2 separate regions of the Mus musculus genome follow, and region 1 is linked to region 2. A link is a contact called in public promoter capture Hi-C data. All regions are on one chromosome and are shown on one strand. The core of a region is the stretch at or near the end of the contact, and the rest is flanking DNA. Distances in the headings are between cores, read along the strand shown.

Evidence for each region. Promoter capture Hi-C pulls out the DNA fragments that hold promoters and counts their contacts.
Region 1: a promoter capture Hi-C map of hippocampal neurons shows a contact between it and region 2, with 5 times the contacts expected there. The contact joins the promoter of Dct here to the promoter of Gpc5 in region 2. A contact is called at or near these places in 3 of 39 promoter capture datasets (the C10 cell line, hippocampal neurons and pre-B cells), 2 of 115 datasets of contacts at active chromatin or transcription factors (astrocytes and embryonic forebrain) and 1 of 9 other capture datasets (liver).

Annotation. Positions count from the first base shown.
Region 1 is chr14:118,048,095-118,054,471 of GRCm38.p6, forward strand. It overlaps Dct (dopachrome tautomerase), which reads right to left and starts at 4,152. Exons shown (of 8, transcript NM_010024.3): 1 at 3,390-4,152. The coding sequence starts at 3,684.
Region 2 is chr14:115,088,257-115,094,047 of GRCm38.p6, forward strand. Gpc5 (glypican 5) reads left to right here and starts at 3,959. Exons shown (of 8, transcript NM_175500.4): 1 at 3,959-4,532. The coding sequence starts at 4,370.

The DNA of each region.
Region 1 (6,377 bases), core at 2,902-5,401, 3.0 Mb after region 2:
GTTTCATCATTATCCCCATTTCAGAGATTGGAAAATGAGGCACTTAGTCACTTGTACAAACAAGAAGTTCTCAGCCAACTGTTCAAAAACTATTTAGTGCCCAAGGATTTCAAAAAGCCCAAAGATGCAGCTGCAAGTGGCATCGCCTCATAAATGCTAACTGTCAGGTGAGCCTCGGAAAGAAATGGCCAGGGCCAAATCTCCTGAAGTCTGACTCTCTCTGACAAATATACTCAGCGCTTCCCCTAATTTACCCCAGCCGGTTATAGATAAATTATATATAGATAAATTCTCTGTAGAGAATTGAGACACCAAATTTGAATAGTTTAATTTAGTTTTTTAGTTTTCCTTTATGAGGCTAAAGCTGCTCTCCCCAGCCTGTAGTAAAGCATTAAGTCAAATTATTTTTCTCAAGGAATCAGCCAATGCAATCAGCGTTCTGCTGGCCACAGCTTAATTTCCATCTCTGCCTTAGAACCTTGAGGTCGGCCAGGAGAGTCCCAGGTGCTCCATTTGCCATTGCTTTAGACAGTGCCCAGAACCAAGGGCCTTTGAGATGATCCAAGTCAGGCAGAACTATAAAGACACTATTCAAGGAAGGTAAGTTGCTTGCTCTTTGGAAGGAAATAGAAGGACATGTGTCTGTCTTTGAAACAGTTGGCGCATCACCAAATGATGGCAACTATGTACACGAAGCAACTTCCCATTGCAAGTCTCTAAGATTTGTGTCTCAAGACTCAAGACTCGGGGAGGGGGGTTTGCAGGGAAGGAGACTGAGGATATAGCGTAGTGGTAGAATGTCTGCTTAATGTGTGTAAGCCCTGGGTTCAAGTCCCAGAATTAAAAAACTACTGAGTTGAAAAAGGAGGAGGAAGAGGAGGTGGGATCATCACCTACCTCTACAACCTGCAGACGAACCTGAAAGACACTGTGCTCAGTGAGATAGATCCCCACTGTATAGCAATGCCTCCTCAACGAGGCATCTAGAGGGGTCAGCTAACCAGAGAGGACAAAGGCACTGTTTCGGGGAAGGGCGGCAGAGGAGGAGACGTGGAGGCTCCACTGAATGAGTATGGAGTTACAGCGACAGTGAATTTTGGATATCCACTCTATAGCATGCTACTGTACACTTAAGAGTGTACTACCGAGCTAAAGTTCAAGTAAAGTATTCTTGCCTGGTGTGGTGGCGCATGCCTTTAATCTCAGCACTTGGGAGGCAGAGGCAGGCAGATTTCTGAGTTCGAGGCCAGCCTGGTGTACAGAGTGAGTTCCAGGACAGCCAGGGCTACACAGAGAAACCCTGTCTCAAACACCCCCCCCCAAAATCTATTCTTGAAGAAACAAAAGAAAATTGAGGAGACAAGAAAACTCATTGGAGGTAGTGGACAAGTCCATTTCCCTGATCGTTGTGAGAGGAGCAGGACTGTGAGACTATGCATGTATACAAACTTATTATTGTATATATTGATTGTGCACAGAATCTTGTGTGGAAAGCTAGATAAAAGGAGTAACTAAGTAACTGTCAAACTAAGCATTATGAGCAGCACATATTAAGTGTCCTTAACACATGTGTATATGCAGTACAGAATGAACAGTGGTCCTGAGTGAGTCAGAGACAAATAAATCATAGAAAGGAGGTGAACTACGGCAGGAGGATGGACCCTCGAGGGTAGTCATGGCTGACTGGCAGCTGGAGATGCAGACTGTACCTTGAGGAGGGAAGCCCTGCTTCAAGGTATTGGCCTCTGGAAATGTGATGACTTATATCTAAAACTTGTGGATCATCCTACTCCTAACCCATTCCCTTTTTTACTCCTAAAGTAGGTCACTTTGACACACGTTCCTGTCCCTTCTTGAGGAATATTCAAAATACTTCCTCTACAAAGAGATATAGCAAGTACCCCTTGTATTCTGCTCCGTCCTGCGGTTCCCACTTCCCCTTCCTAAAAGCAAATGTGCTTTCACTCTCCGAGGAGAACTATAAAGAGGAGGGAGGACGCGTGTGCTGTTTGCTCTGACCTACTAAAGCATTCTGCCCCGGGACTATAAAACACGGACGTTCAACTCTTGAAAAACACAACATTTTGCCATCTATTGACCTGGAAATAATTCCCATAGAAGGCTCTGGAGGTTTGCGACAAAGGTCACCCACGTTAGTGTGGCCCCCGATACCACAAGTGCAGAATCCAGCGCTTTCCCCCACCCCACCCTCCAGTGAGGCTGAAAATCTATGAGCAATGGCTAGCGAAGCAAATGATTTAATGCCTCAGGGAAAAAGTGGATAATATATATTCAACACGCTATCATAACTTCTGTCACAATAGCTAAAGCAGAACTAGACCTTATAATTCCTTTATAACATATATAATATATATATATAATATAACATTATAATTCCTTATAATGATTCCTTAAATCATTTATCATTAACAGGGCTGAAGCACTTGCTTGGCATGCAAAACGTTCTTCCTCAGCGATAGCGTTTCTGACCCTGACGTAGCCAGAGTGCCCATGCTCTGCTTCAGCAGCACGTGGGAAAGCAGGAATGAGGCAGAAGGGAATCAGCTTGCAAATGGCCACCGACGAGAAGCCATGTCCGAGGGCTCTGCCGGGGCTGCTGCTTGCAAGGGTTTTGTTTTTCAGAGGCCCTACCAGACTCGGTGATTTTTACAGTTGTGCATGTTTTCTGAAAACCAGAAGAAGTGGGATGGGGAGGACATGAGAACCCCAGAAACACAGAAAAATGGAAACTTCATAAAAATGAATATTGGGAGACACCCTGGTTGTAAAGGAAGGATATTGAGCAGATCTGATATTGCCCAATTGGAATTCAGATAATAGTAGAAGAACCCACTGTTCTCTTTGGTCCAACTCTAGCAAAGTTACGGTCCAGTCCTGGCTTGAGCAAGGCGGATGACCCCTGTTTGTGGTCTATTCAAACCCTGAGAAATGCTGAGAGCAGCTCTCTATAGCACCTGCCTCCTCTGCGCCTGCCCCATGCCAAGCCGCACCCAGCGCCGCAGCAAGTGCGGACCCATTGCAGGAGAGGCCCCGCTCCATCTTGAAAGAACTTGTTCTAGTTTCAAAGCAGGCTCCCCATCTCTGTAGCCTCCCCTCCCAACAAACAAGCCAAAGGTATGTTGGCATGCGTCCAGAAATTCAGGCGTGGCCCACACAATGTTGATTTAGTGTTCATAAGTACACACACGGGGCGTGAAACTTGTAAGCAATCTATCCGCCTTCCTGAGTGAAGAGACTTGCCACCAGAAGCAGCTAGCCTAACAGTTTGTCACCAGTGTCGCCTCTCCTCAGAAGGGATCACTTTCCTCCCTAGGAATCTCCATCAAGCTCAAATGCAGTGACATCTGGGTCTGCCCAAGGGCCCTCACCTGTGCATTTGCATGTCCGGTTGAAGAATTTTCTCGGCCATTGCTCACGGTCATCCTGGTTTCGAAGGATATAAGGGCCACTCCAGGGTCTGGTGTCTGTTTGCACCTCTGCGCACTGCCCCCTGCCCTCTAGAAATCCACAGATGTTGGTTGCCTCGGGACCCAGAGGCGGGCAGCATTCCTTGTTCAGCACGCCATCCAAGGTCATGCAGACTCGGGGAAACTGAGCCCGAGCTCTGAGCAGAATTCCGCAGCCCAGACAACCCAGCAGAAGCCCCCATCCCACAAGGCCCATGCCTTCTTAATTGGGAGGCCTGGCCCGGCGTCCCACCTGGTTTCTGTCTGACTTTACTCCTTGTCTTCCACTCCTGAGTTCTGGAACCTTTACTCACTCAAATTGCCTTTTCTTTTTTCTTTCCTTTCCTCTTCTCTTCTTTCCTTTTCTTTGGGTTTAGTTCTAGCCCTTTCCTCTCCTCTCAAAATTCCCACCTAAATCACAGAGCCTACACGTGTGCACATGTGTACACGCACATGCAATTTTATGTGACTCAAACAACTAACACTGATTTAATTTCATCCGAAGCTCCTCTAACATCAGGTTTAATGAGGGGAGCGCTTCTCGCCAGTCTTCCTTGTTAAATCAGGCTCTGTCTAATTGAGTTAATTTACAGAGTGCTCCAGCCATACTGCTTATTATGCTGCTGTTTCTAAGCCTCCTCCTTCTCTCCCTAGCCCTTGACCTTAATTGCCTTGAACTCAGTTCAAAAGCCAAGCACCGTGTTGCCTTTATTCTCTCTGGCTCGCCAAGCCACGGGGCCCTGGTGGGGCACGGGGGGGGGGGGGGGGGCGGAGGGATGGGAGAAGCCATCATTAAGGGGATTATAACCAGAGAAATCCTCTTTGTTAGCACATGACCCTAAGTGCACAATGAAGCTGATAAAGTGTCTGGCTTTGTGTCAGGAGGGTAAAATCAGCCTCTTTATTGGGCTCATGTGTCCCAGCCAAGCTTGTGACCTCAGACTTCCCAGTGCGTCAATAGATAGAGGGAGCATTCCGTCAAAGGCCCTTTATAGACCTGTGCATTGCTAAGTACTTCTCCCCCATGACTGCTGGCTGACATGGGAGAGAGACCGCCACAGGAGATCACACCCCCCCCCCCCCCCAATAAAGAAACGTTTATTTAAAGCCAGTGTACAAGGAGCTGTTTTGTTGCACAATTAGGCATCCTCCTGCTTCCAAATAATAGCCCCCTCTTCTCTTGTTCAGCACATCCATGAAGCAGATTTGTATTTAATTTGCGTGGAACCGTATGCTACCAATTATTCACAGTTGTCATTTCTCTGCAATTGGACAAACTGGAGTGGGACTTGCAAGGAAATCTTTCGATTGCATTGAGGTTTGGCATAATCAAGCTTTAATTTAGGAAGGTGTACCCCTATGTGCTTCCTCTAGGTACCACGGGCTGTGCAGATGGACCGTGGCGGCCATTTGCCAGAGCATTAGTCCCTTCCTGGTGCGAACAGGACTGTCGTGGTGTCATGAGATCTATACAAATTGCCGACTTAGAATTGTTCCAGTTGGAGTCTAAGAGTGCCTTGAACGTGAATGTCAAGTGCCTTGTTAGTTTCAAAGGAATTCTTAAGGTTGAGAAACGTACACAGCAGCCAGGTGTGTGTGCCTGTCTGCTAAAGACCCATGACTTTAATCCCAACATTCAGAAAGCAGAGGCAGGGTGATCTATGTGAGTTGGAAGCCAGCCCAGTCTACATCGTGAGTCTCAGGATAGCCATGGCTACGTAGAGAGACCCCATCTTAAAAAGAAAAGGAGAAGGAAGAAAGGAAAATACACAGGTGTCCCTACACCCCTGTGGTATTAAGGTGTGACTAACCCAATATCAGTTTGTATTTCTGGGTTCTGGACATTGAATGGGACTCTTAATGATATGTTCAAGGCATCAGCGATGTAAGTGTGTGTGCATGTGTGCATGCAGGCATGCAGATGTGTGCATTTACAGTATATGTGCTGTGGAAGGCATGCATGCCCACATGTTTGTATATGCATGTGCAGGTGGATGACAAAGACCAACATAAATGGTTTGCCTACTCACTTTCCACTTTGTTTTTTGCGACAGGGTCTCCCACTGAACCTTTGGGTAGTGGCTGACCAGAAAGCTCCAGGGATTTCGCCTCTCCGGCACAGGGACTACAGGAGTCTACCACCATTCCTGGCTTCTTATGTGGGCACTGGGGGTCTGAAGTCAGGTCCCCACACTTACAAGCATGTTACTGACTGAGCCATCTCCCCAGCCTCACATCAGTGTTTTCTAAACTCTCTTCCAGGTTCTACTGCACAGCCAGAGTTGCAAGCCACGGTATGAGAATGAGGTAGAGCTGTAGACGATGCTTGCCGTCGTTGGCTAAGGGACCAGGTGCATTCCTTTCTTAGGCTTGACTATGCTAGGATCATAATACCTAACAGTTGTAAAGACTTAGAGGCTTTGGGGACCCCATTCATTCTGTCTTTTTACTGACTTCCACTTCACGTCGCCACTGTGAAACCTGCTGTTCTGAGCAGCAGTGAAGTTTGGAAGATGCCATCATCAGATTTCTAGGAACCTGAAATTGAGGGACATTTCTCACATCAGAATGACCCATTTCCTTTTCGTTGTAGCACCTGCCATGCAACCCAGGTCATCTGAGGCTTTACACAAAAGTTCTCACCTCACCCCAGGATTCCTTCCCTGGGCCGGCTCTCACCTGCAAGTCTCAGACTCATAGCCAACTTCCTCCCAGAAGGGCTTAGACCCTTCAGAGCAGAATTTTGCTGTCTTGTCACATTGATCCTCTGCTCTAAGGACTAAACACCACCATGGTCCTTGAATCTTTGGTTTCTCTTTCTTCCTTTCCCGGCAATGATTTCTGAAGCACTTAGAGTGATGACAAACATTGTTCCATGTGCTACCCAGGGTGGTCAGCAGATCCCAGCCT
Region 2 (5,791 bases), core at 2,709-5,208:
TACGGGAAGACAGGAATTGGGGGCTCTACCCTCTCAGAGGTGAAAGGAAGGAGTTACAGGAAGAGGAAATGATGGAAGTGGCAGTGATCAGGATGTAAAGTGAATAAATAAAATAATAAAAAAGAATCCCAATGAGAAATAAAATAAAATAATTGGTCCAAGTGATAATGGATCAATCACTCAACAGGAATATTTTTCTTCCTGGGTGAGGGACCACTTCTGGAAATACCATGAGAACTTATGCTAAGCTTTGGGGACTTGTATGGCTTAAATATGATAAGAATGTCGTTATAATTCTCATCCCTGGAAGATTAATGAGAGTAGGCGTTGGGAGGACACATTGCTGTGGCCATCTCTAAGGAAGTGCGGTACTGTTGGTCCACAGCTAGACACTTGTTAGGACCCAGGGATGTCATAGGAAAGAGGTACATCTGGCTTTTCACAGAGGATAACAAGCACCAGGCTTCTGCTCATGTATGAGGCGAGTACAAAGAACTACAAGTTCACTGTCTAGCTCAGCAGCAGCAGCAGCAGCAGCAGGAGCAGCAGCAGCAGCAGCAGCAGAATGCTGTTGATAAGGGACACAGAAGTTATTCTGACTGGCTTGGCTTGTATTTGGGTTGCAGTCACACTTGTGTTTTTTTAGAAAATTGCTTAATCTTTCTTTTAATCTCTTCTCTGCTTCTTTCTCATCTCTTTCCCTTCCCTTCCCTCCCCTCCCCTCCCCTCGGCTCCCCCCCCCCTTCCCCTCTTCCCACCCCTTCCCTTCCTTCATTTCATTTTTGGTTTGTAGAGTAATAACTACTGTCACAGACTTGTTGAAATGTTTGTTTCAGGAGATAATAACTGTAAGCCCTTAATCAGTGTTAACTGTTACTATTTCTTGGGTACAGAGGCTACCCTAACCTGATTCTGAGCATGCTTTAGTTTCTGTTTGTCTGTTTTGATTGTTTTTGCATGTTTTAGTTTTCTCTATGCCGCTGTTATAAAATGTCTGACAAAGGCAACTAAGGGAAGGAAGGGCTTATTTGGCTCACAATTCTAGGTTATAATCCATTCTAGCAGGCAGGTCAAGGCCGGAACTTAAAGCCACAGCCAAGAGTAGAGAGAGAATAAACATGGGGACACTTGCTTGCTGCTCAGTACCTAGCTGGCTTGCTCTACTCTTGCAGGATCTCCTGCCTAGGGAACAGTGATGCCCACAATGGCCTGGGCTAATTAACAATCAGGACTAGCAATCTCAAGTGTACCTAGAGGCCAATCAGATCTGGACAGTTTCTCAATTATGACTTCTGCTTCTGCTGGTTTTATGTCGTCTCATGTTAACAGTTAAAATTTCCCAGTACAGAGTATGGGCTATTGAGTAGTACACTATGTCCTAAAGACATATTCAGGCCAATCTGCAATCATTACACCAATACCACATTGCTCTTACACTGCTGGCAATTCTTTATCTTTCTTTACAAGGTCTTGTGTTGACAAACCATAAACTGTTATTGAGAAATGCTAGGGAAGCCCCACATTTAGAAGATGATTAAGGTGCATTTTAAATGACGGCCCTTTCAAGGTTTTCCTATCTGAGGGTATTGATATTTGAAATCAAAGCACAGTGTCTGTAACACAAAAGACATCCAATAACTGCACATGGAGTAGCTTTAAAAAATGAGGCATTATACATATCAAAGTATTGAAACTCTCCCTTGCTTCATTTATAGAATCTATGAGTAAACTGAGCCAAAGACTAGTTCCAGTCCAGTGTGTGCGGACGGTCCTAAGAATGTCTCCATAAAAGCCACAGTGGTACCTTACTCTGCTTGGAAGACAGGAACTTGTTTTCAATATTCTCAGCTCAGAAACCGAGTGATTTGTTTGTCTGGCATAAGAATATTGTGAGAAAAATCATCCTTCTAAGCCAACTGTTATCTCATTCATTGTGGCAATCAGAGGGCATAAAGGTATCAGCAAAATATGCCATTTATTTATAAATGTGGACAATTTATACAGGACAAGTATACTTATTTTTCTAGTTAAGACCTACTCAGTTTCCATGTATGCTGTCCCACATGTTTTGTTGAAAGGAAGTATGAAGCACTGAGAACTTGCTTGTAGCTTTCTTTAAGCCTAGTTAAGCTTAACAGACCTCTTTATATCATACTGTCCGATCAATATTTGCTATGCAAACCATCAGTATTTATGATTTTGTTCTAGAGAAAGTGCTTTACAGACTGCAGTTAAAGGGATCAGGCTGGATAGTGAATCCTTATAGTTATAGTGGTCTATGATAGCCAGCTCTAACATGGAGAGATTCTGGTGAGAATAAGGATGTTTGGGGAAAAATTAGAAGTTAACTTTATACTAATATATGTGGGAGTCTAGAAGATATATATGTACATATTTTCTAATTTTAAAAAGTCCGATGGACTAATTAAAGTCTTTAGTCTTACTCCATGTAGCTGAGTCAGCATCTAAGTGAAACATGAAATGGCTAAGGAAATCTTGTCCTGGATTTTGACATTTTGATTTGACTCCTGGTTCCCGCTGCCTGTGGCCTTGGGAAACCCATCTTACATGTCTGTCCCTATCTACTTACTTGAAAAATAGTACTGGTGATAACAAGTGTATAGGGTGATTGTAACGACCGAATGAAGGGAAATCCATACAGCACTTGGAATACTGCTTAGCACTTAAGGATTTTATAGATGAGCGTGGCTGCTCTTGTTTATTCCTATGGATATAGCTGACCTCCAAGAAGCCTTTCTTGATGGTGCATCAGAGCTGAAGAGTCATGAATGTTCCTTTATTTTTCTAGGATACATATGTAAAACCTTGCTTGAAGGCCTAGAATTTAAAGTGTCTAATGATTTCTATTCTTGCTTACTAAGAAAACTTCTAAGAAAATAATTTGTAGTATTCGGGGAATGATGTCAAAAGCCAAGTGGGTAATATTTCACTCTGAAACAGCATCCCAGCCATGGCAAGATCTCTTTCTGAAAGTGCTGCCTTTGATATCAAATGGCCATTAGAAAACCCCAGGACACTTAGCTAAGACTGGAAATTATTCATCTCGAGTCTTGGCAAGGGTGCAGCTTAAGATGAAATTCTCTTAAAGTGGTTAAGATATTTAGAGTCCCTTCTGCTAATGCTGTTAAAGAGCTTCTTGGTGCTGAGAAGTACTCTCTTCAGGTGGCTATGACCCGGATCATGTCACTCATTTAGGCTTAACTGCAGGCTGCCTTTTGCTTCCTGGTTTCTCATGCCTAACTTGACAAACTTTCCTTTTCAGCTTGTAATTGCCCAGTATTTTCGTTTCTCCTATTTTCCTGGGGAGAAGCTCCCTCGAGCACTTTTGTCTTAGTTACTCTCTGAGAAATATTAAAAACAAATTGTCAAAGGTGTCAAAGCTCAGAAAGGTATAAGACCAACGTGAACTATGATGTTAGAATAAACTGAACTTCAGCGAGATATAAAGAATGTGATAACTTCCCATTGAGACTCTGAGCTCTAAATTCTTTCAGAAGAATCATGTTACAGAAAAATCCTCCTAGCACTAAAAGCATAAAACGCTTAACATTAAAAAAAATAAAAGCATAAAGAATTTGAAACGTAAGTGCTACTAGGTCGCTCAAAACCCTGCTTTTGCCATTCGCACTTGCCAAGGTCCAGTTCATGAAATTTGGATACAGATTCCTATGCATAGAGGACCTTGATTTGTAGAGAAATGTTTCATCTTATTTCCAACTCATGTTTCTTATCTCCTGCCTTCTCTGATCCTCTTTATACATACTTTCGTTTCAGCGGTTGAATGCTTTCCGAAATCAACCCGGAGGAAGAAGGCTAGTTTCCTTCCATTAATTTGACTCTTCTGTGAGGTCGCAAGCCCGGCGCTTGCTGTGCTCCGCAGGATCTGGGCTTGGGCGGAGCCGGCGGACTGCTGGGGGTGTGGCTAGGGGCGTGGCCTGTTCGCGGGGTTGGCGAACCGGGCTCTGGAGCTCCGCAGGCTGGCACAGCCTAGGTTAGTGGCTGCGAGCTGAGCCTTAGGCGGCTGCAGCGATACCGGCCAGTGCCGGATGCTTGCCGTGTCTCGCTTCTCCCCGGCTCGTGTTCGGCTTGCGCAGCGCCCACCCGCCCTGGTCCGGGAGGGACCCGGGCGATGCTAAGCATGAGAAGTGCAGCGTCTCAGCCTCAGGGCTTCAGGGGAGAAAGCGGAGCTCTTGCAGGTGAAGCCGCGGTCCCTTCGCGGTCTTCCCGTGGCCGCCTGCGCATCGAACCCTTGCCAGATTCCGCCACGCATCTTCCTCCCGCGCTGCCGATGCTGGGTGCTCTGGAGAGTGAGGACCACAGCGGGGAGGGCGCGACCCGAACACCGAGGATGGATGCCCGCACCTGGCGTCTGGGCTGGCGCTGTCTCCTTCTCCTGGCTCTCCTTGGATCTACCCGAAGCGAGGGCGTGGAGAGCTGCGAAGAAGTTCGGAAACTTTTCCAGTGGCGGCTTGGGGGAGCTGTCAAAGGGCTGCCGGAGGCGCCGCGGGCAGGTAAGAGCCGCTGGTTGGCTCCGCACTGTGCGGGGCTCCAGCCGGGGACCTCTTGGGCTTGCGACCACGGTCTCTGGGGCATCCATCCATTCAGAGATGGTCCTTGGTGAGACGACGACCTTTCGGGTTCTCCGGCCCCAGTAGGTGAACCGGGGTGAGGCCTGTGGGAATGCTTGGTGTGCTCACGAGAGTAGGGCAGCTTCAAGGTGGGCTCCTTAACTGTATCTGGGGTTCCTTGGAGCTCTGAAGCATTTTTTTTCATGCCGGTGCCCTCTTGCTCTCCAGGGAGGTGCTTGAAGAACTAATCAAGGGTGGTTTGTTACTGCTCCAGGATCTATTTGTTCCCACAGGAAACATCACCAGGGGTCCTGGTTTTACTCTCACAACCTCAGAGGGATTGTGTTGGTTGCCGCAAGTTTGATGGTAAACTAACAAACCTTCTTATATCCTTGTGCTGACCAAGGTGCCAATGCTGTTTTTAATGAGCGCTCGACCCAGTTCACTCAGAGACGACCTTTAGTTGCCCCTCTGCACCTTGGCACCAAGCCTTCCTACAGAAATCCGAGTCTCTTAGTGTGTCCCAGCCCCACAAAGTAGTTTCGAGCTTGCAAAGCGATAGGGCAACAGGCAATCAAGCTCTGCGTTTGGGGGCACCAGGAAACTCACAGTCTATACAATTAATATGGCAGCTAGAGACCATGCGTACTATAAGACCCCTTTGCCTGCATTCATCTCCTGTGCTCTAGCCTACACTCAAATTCTTAGCTGCTGGTGGGAGAACAAGTACACGTTCTATCCAGAAGAGAAGATCTTGTGCTAGGGAGCCAATAGAGTGTCTGGGGCTAAGTTAGATCATAGTGGAGTATCCCTAGCTGTTGCTGAAGTCAACAGAGAGGGCTGGATTTAAGGACGTTGTCTGATGAACAAAGAATTTGCAAAGGATGCCTTAGTACCAAATACATCCCTTTTCCAGTGCGAGAAGGCTTGCCGTTAGCACTCCCCAGTGGTAGCACATTCGCTTGATTGTTTTTCTGCTAGTTAGCTCAATTCTTATCATCCTTCCCCAGTGTCTGGGCGCAGAAAGCCCACCAGCCAGCGCTCACAGGACCACTTTTAAACACACCAGTGTTTATTGGAATACCTACTCAATACACTCTTTCCATACTTGACACACATTGTTGACACTTCCAGCTTAGGGGATTCTTGTCTCTTCAAAACCAAACACACACACACACACACACACACACACACACACACAC